Linked DNA regions of Mus musculus: region 1 is linked to region 2. The links are chromatin contacts, called in public promoter capture Hi-C maps. All regions are on one chromosome and are shown on one strand. Each heading gives the region's core, a stretch centred on a gene start, on an enhancer-like site or on the middle of the called end of the contact. The rest is flanking DNA. Distances are from core to core; before and after follow the strand shown.

What was found. Promoter capture Hi-C pulls out the DNA fragments that hold promoters and counts their contacts.
Region 1: a promoter capture Hi-C map of embryonic stem cells shows a contact between it and region 2, with 4 times the contacts expected there. The contact joins the promoter of Jph3 here to the promoter of Foxc2 in region 2. A contact is called at or near these places in 4 of 39 promoter capture datasets (embryonic stem cells, liver and stem cell-derived epiblast-like cells), 5 of 484 Hi-C or Micro-C datasets (all in embryonic stem cells), 5 of 115 datasets of contacts at active chromatin or transcription factors (embryonic stem cells, large pre-B cells and stem cell-derived neural progenitor cells) and 1 of 9 other capture datasets (embryonic stem cells).

Annotation. Positions count from the first base shown.
Region 1 is chr8:121,729,097-121,732,482 of GRCm38.p6, reverse strand. Jph3 (junctophilin 3) reads right to left here and starts at 1,924. Exons shown (of 5, transcript NM_020605.3): 1 at 1,479-1,924. The coding sequence starts at 1,860. It overlaps Gm46065 (predicted gene, 46065), which reads left to right and starts at 2,006. Exons shown (of 3, transcript NR_165833.1): 1 at 2,006-2,686.
Region 2 is chr8:121,114,641-121,117,573 of GRCm38.p6, reverse strand. Foxc2 (forkhead box C2) reads right to left here and starts at 1,403. Exons shown (of 1, transcript NM_013519.2): 1 at 1-1,403. The coding sequence starts at 959.

The sequences.
Region 1 (3,386 bases), core at 675-3,174, 610 kb before region 2:
CCCTGCTGGGAGCACCAGGCTGCTGGACCACCCGCTGTGGTCACCCACACCTGCTGCAAGGACCTAATCAAGAGTGCATGTGTGAGTATGTGACTACACGTGTACACACACACATACACACACATGAGGCCTGGAACCTCGGAGGGCCTTAATGCCCCAGGGTCAGGGAAACTCTCCAGCCCCATCCAAGAAAACAACAGTACAGGAAAGGCCTCCTGGGACCAGGGCTGGGCAAGGCGCAGACAGGCAGGAGCATTATATAATTAACTGCCCAGACTCCGCCTCCTCTTCGGGTAATAACGAACCCTGTCTTTCAGTTGCATAAGCCAAAATAATAATTACTTTCCAGCCCTCATCACTCCTAGATGTGGCCAGGAGCAGGTGCTGGCTTCAGGCAAGAAAACACACAGAGGCTCGGTAGAGCTCTCCATCTCCCCGCAGAAGCCCAAGTCATTGCTGCGGCTCCTCCGCTCCCTTCCCAGGCATCCGTGCAGAAAAGCCCGATGCCGCCCAGGCCCAGAGGGAGGCAAGAGAACAGCCTCTTGGGATAAGCGCCCCGAGGGGGAGGGGACCTACAGGCAGAGTCTGCTTTAGGGTCTGACTTCCAGGACCTAAAACTATTCCCGAGGTCTCAGCGCTGCTGAGGAGTGGTGACATTGGAGTGAAGGCTGCCAAGCCAACCGGGACTTCTGAACAGAAACCATCACACTGGTAGTTGCCTGGCTTCCGGCACCGGCTCTGCCCTGACTGTGGTGGCATCTTACACTGGAGGCGCAGAGCGATTCCCTAAACTAAAGGTGAAAATGATTCAGCCACTGAATGGCCAGATTCCTGGGCTCCCGCTAAACAGATGGGCCTCCTCCCTCCCTCCCTTCAGCAGCCTGCTTCGACAGCCTGTGTCCAACCACCTAGAAGTTTATTGCCTTGCTGTTTGGTTTGGTCGGCATCCCCCGCCTCTGGCGCTCCCAGCGCTCCCTCTCCATTGGCCTGGGTTGCTTTAGGACTGAGGGAGGCCCTGGGCACCGCAGGAAAACAAGAAACCAACGAGGGTCTGACTCTGGGGATACCAGGAAGGCAATGCCAAAAGAGGGGAAGGGTCTACCTCCAGCCCCCTCCAGCCTTGGCAGGTCCCAGAGGTGGCGGAGGACCCGGCCTGGCCTTCTGGCAGGTGCAGATCTCTGGCCTGCTCCTCAGGATATGCTGAGACTTTGGCTCGGCTGCTGCGGCAGGGGCCGGGCCCTGCTGCTGGAGAGCCCCCAACCCTTCCTTGGGTTGGCATGGGCCACTGTCCCCATCAAGCGTGGGGCAACCTGTGGCCAGGGGCCCGCTGAGGCCTCCTGGGAATCTAGGAGATGCCCCAGGAGCCCACAGCCCAACTGGAAGGCGAGGCTCAACTTCCCGGGAGATAAACAGAAGGAGAAAGAGGGGGACGGTCCTCATTCCTCCCCCCGCCCCCGCCGCCTGCCGCCCGCACCTACCTCCATCCGAGTAGGTCTCCGTGCCGTAGCCATCCTGCAGTCCGTTGCTCCAGGTCCCTTCGTATTTGGCTCCGTTGCCCGTGCACTCCCGCACCCCGTAGCGCCCCTTAAATCCGTGCGTCCACTCGCCCTTGTACACCCACTTCCCCTTGCTCTCCAGGCCGATGCCGTGGCGCTTGCCCTGCGCCCAGGTGCCTTGGTACGTGTTGCCGCTTGGCCAGGTGTAGACGCCCAGCACCTCAAAGCCGTGGCTCCACGAGCCGGTGTATTCGCCCTGGCCCTTCGGGCCGGTGCAGACGCCATGGCCGTGCGCCTTGCCGTCCTCCCAGCCTCCGCAGTAGGACCCTCCATCGTCAAAATTAAACCTACCCCCACTGGACATGCATGTAACGCGGTTTGCGAATCCCGCAAGCGGTGAAAAAAAAAAAAAAAAAAAAAAAAAAAGAAACAAGGCGATCAACAAACCGGAGTCTTGGTTGGCTGGCTGGCTTTTTGTTGCGATGCTCTTTTCGGGGGGGTGGGGGGGGGGAGGACGAAGCACGCCCGCGACCCCGCGCGCGGACCGGCGGCGGCGTCTAGGTCCGCCAGCGGCGATTGTTCATTTTCGAGCTGCGCCGGAGCCTGACCAGCGTCTCGCGCTCCCGCTGGAGACAGGACCGGGAGGAGGCGGGGGAGGGGCGGCGCAGGGCGGGGGAGCGGCTGGTGCCCGCGGCTCCACCTCGCCGCCAGGGCCCCTCGCCGCGCGCCCCGGGAGCGGGAGGGCGCGGGGCGCGGCTCAGGCCCGGGCGGCGGGGCCCGCGGGCGGCGGCGCGCGCGGCTGCACCGATCCCGGCCGGACCGGGCAGCGGCACTGCGGCGGCGGCTTGCGCTCCGAGCCCCGGCAAGCGCGCGGCCGCCTGGAGAGGGGCGCTGGCGGGCGCGCGCGCGCGCACGCGAGGACCCCGGGGCGCCCTGCCCCTCCCCTGGCCCGGGGTCCGGCCGGCGCGCCCCAGTCTCCGCTGCCAGGGGCTGGGATTTAAAGGGACAGGAACTGCGTAACGGGAAGGAACCGGGCACCGCGAGCGCACGCCGCGGTGGGGAGCCGGGAGGAGGCGCGGGCGCCGCAGGCAATCGAGGGCCGCGCGGTCCCCACCCCGCTACCTCCGGGGACACCCGCACCGCGGCCCGTGCGGGCCACGACTTGACTGAGAGGCTCCTGCCAACCACAGGTGGTTTCTCCCTGTGACACACTCTCTCCTCCTTCTTTCAGGGCCGCTGGGGGGTCCCCGGGGAGGCGCTCACCTTCGAAAACACACCTTTAGCGAATAGCGTTTAGCCCCTCTAAAAATTAATAGAAAGTTGGGTCACACGTTTGCATCTTGGAGCAAAGCCACCCCAATCCCGTGGGCCTTGCGCCCTGGCCAACAGGTATCCCCCCCACTCCAGAAGCTGTCGCTCTTTGGGGTTACCACTCCGCGGTTACTAGGTCTCTCTCTCTCCCTCTCTCTCTCTCTCTCTCTCTCTCTGTCTCTCTCTGTCTCTCTCTCTCTCTCTCATTACCCACCCCCACCAAGAGATGCTAGCATCATGGGACTAATTGAAAATGCATTTCCTGGACCATCAATCCGAAGACAGGAGCCCACATCCCCTGCCCTCCCGGACTGCATGCAGGGAATGGCAGCGGGCATTGCAGTGGGCTGAGGAGGAGGGGGTCTGCATGGCTTCACAGTTGCACAGGGTTGGGGTTAGTGGGGGTTGGTGGTGACAAGAGACCCAGTAAGCCCCGGTGGTGGGGAGTCCCTGACTGGGAGCAAAAGAGGTGCATGGTGGCACCTGCAGCCAGCCGGGGTCATCGGGGCGCTTCCAGAACCCCAGATCTCAACCCCAACCCCAACTCCTTGTCTTAAGCACAACAACCTCTCCTTAAGG
Region 2 (2,933 bases), core at 154-2,653:
AGGCCCTGCGCGCACGGCTGCGTGTAAGCGGCGGGTGGCGCTGCGGCGTATGGCAGTGCCAGCGGTGGCACCACCAGGCCGGCGCGCGCGGCCGCTGGGCTCAGATCGCCGCCCGGAGGCGACGTGCGCAGCGTCATGATGGTCTCCACGCTGAAGCCGGGCAGCCCGTTAGGCGCCGCGGCGTGGTGCTCCGGCAGCGAGCCGTCTGGGGAACCTGCGGGCGTGGAGGATGCGCTGCGCGGACTGGCCTGCAGCGCTCCCTCGGGGCTCAGCGTCTCCACCTTGGTGATGACCGGCAGCGCGGGGGACGCCGCCTCGCTCTTAACCACGACTTTCTTCTCGGCCTCCTTGGGCCCGTCAGCTACCGGGGTCCCTGTCGGAGCGCCCTTGGCCGTGGTCGAGGGCGGCTCCTTGAGGTGGGCCCGCTCCTCCTTGTCCTTGGGCACATCCTTCTTCTTGAAGCGCCGCCGCCGCCGCAGGAAGCTGCCATTCTCGAACATGTTGTAGGAGTCCGGGTCGAGCGTCCAGTAGCTGCCCTTGCCCGGCTTCTTGTCGTCGCGCGGCACTTTCACGAAGCACTCATTGAGTGACAGGTTGTGGCGGATGCTGTTCTGCCAGCCCTGCTTGTTCTCGCGGTAGAAGGGGAAACGGTCCATGATGAACTGGTAGATGCCGTTCAGAGTGATCTTCTTCTCTGGCGCGTTCTGGATCGCCATGGTGATGAGCGCTATATAGCTGTAGGGCGGCTTCACCAGGTCCTTGGGCGCCGCGGGCTGGTGGTGGTAGGGCGCGTAGGAGCGGCCCATGCCGGCGCCGTACTGCTCCGGGTGGCCGGAGTAGACGCCCATGGGGCTGGCCATGCCGCCGTAGCTGCCGGCCGCCCGGTAGTAGTTTTGCTCACTCAAATAGGGTACCACTCCCAGGGCGTTGGGGTCCGATACCGAGTAACGCGCCTGCATGCTGCGTCCCAGACGCCCGGTCGCCGCCTGCGCGCACCGACTGCGGCCCGCGGCGAGCGAGGCCCGGAGCAGGAGAGCAGGAAGGGACGGAGCGATGCAGGCAGCCCCGACTCGGGGCAGCCTCGCGGTCCACGCGCGGAAGACGCCGGCGCTCGGGTTCAGCCGACCGGGCGGATCGGCATCCTGAAGGGTGCACGGCAGGCGGCCCCGCTGGCCGCGCACTCTCGGCTTGGCGGGTGGCAGCCCTGAGCTGGCGGCACAGACGCCACGCGCGACCGTGGAGCGACACCAGCCCTTCCGAGTGCTAGAAAAGGAGACAGCGGCTCTCGGGGCCCCGCCAGGAGAACTGCAGCCCGCAGCGTCAGCGAGCTAGGGTCCGGAGAGGCTGCGCGGCCGAGCCCGGAAAAAGAAGCAAAGTCCCTTTTAGGGATTGGGAAAAGTTTCAAAAGTCTTCTGGCTCAAAGCGAGTTTTTACTTTCTTCAGGCCGCGCCCCCTCCAGGAAGTTTGCACCAATCATCTGGCAGCTGCGAGAAGGATGGCACCAATCAAAACGAGGAGCGCCTGAATCCGTCGGCTCTAAGACCCAGATGCTCTTAGCCAGATCTCCCCCCCCCCCAGCTCAAGTTAACTTGAGGACTTTTAAAAATGAGTTACATCTTATAAAATTTTATTTTATTATCACATTTTGTTTAACGAGACCACGTGTCCAGAGCAAAAATTAAAAACCCTGTTCCTTTGGAAAATAAAAAGAAGTTTAGTTTGAAATATAACATCGAATTGATGAAGTTGGGCAGAGATTTGCCCCCAAGACCTTGTAAGTAGGAAAGAGCCTGGAGATTTTTTTTTTATTATTATTAATGGATGAAGAGGCGAATAATTAGATTTCTTAATTATCGGGGCCTAGTTGTAATGGGTTCAGAGCAAACGGACTGAGCGTGTAGGGCCTGTTGAATGCAGTGATGGATAATTCACAGGACGCTTCCAGGTTGAGGAAGAGCCCACAAAGGAGGCCGGGTTGGAGAATTCGGTTCCTCTCCCCTTCACGACGGGGTCGGGCTGGGAGGGAAGGCTTAGTGGGAATGCCAAACTGGGAAGGTAACACCTAAGGAACCATTGGTCCTTCGTCTTCGCTGCTACTTAGGTGATCCATCTGAGTCCTCCAAACAATTTCGTGGGGTTCAGGGAAGCGCGTGAACCCAACTGTTGCTTTCCTGGTCTCCTCTCCCGCATAGACGAGGGCTAGCTTTCCCTGCCATCCATCCCGGCCTCTCCCTTCTCCCCACCTATGAAAGCGCTGTCTGGAGGTTAGGACAAGGCAGCCAGCCCCCGGGAGCTGGTGTCCCCGTTCGGCGTGGGGAGCTCCAAGCCTGCACTCCATCGCCGGCTTCGTCACTGGAAACGCAAAGGAGCGCGGCACTGTGTAGCCTCGGACCCGCTTCCCTAGCTGTTGCCGGGGCCCGGCGTGGGTCCCACTCCGCGGTCAGCATCTTTGGGATCCTGTAAATTGACTGTATTTCAGGCTGTTTGTTTTACTGAGTTTTGATAAGGTGAGCTGAGGACCAGGGGCTCCTTAGAGGGCCTGGTAACTGAAGGACTTTTTTTTTTTTTAATTTTATGCCAACCTTGACGCACAGCGACTCGGAGTTCCCCGACCTTCAAGCGTGCTCCTTCCCTCTAGGAATCCCGGGGACAGTTTGTTTATTTGTGGACTGGTATTTATTCCTTCAACATCTCCAGTCGTCATCGGATCCCTGCTCGGTCCGCTTCCTCAGAAGCACCGAGATGTCCCTACGGAATGGCTCTATGCCTCGCAGAACCTTCTGGAAGTTGTTGGTCCGGTTGGGTAGGGAAGAAGGCGACAGATAAAACATTTGTCTCAGTCTTTCTTCTTCTCCGACCCCCCCCCCACGCCACCACCATAGCCCCCCACCCCCTTTAGATTTTCGGCAAAAGGCTTTGAGAGATTAGAACTC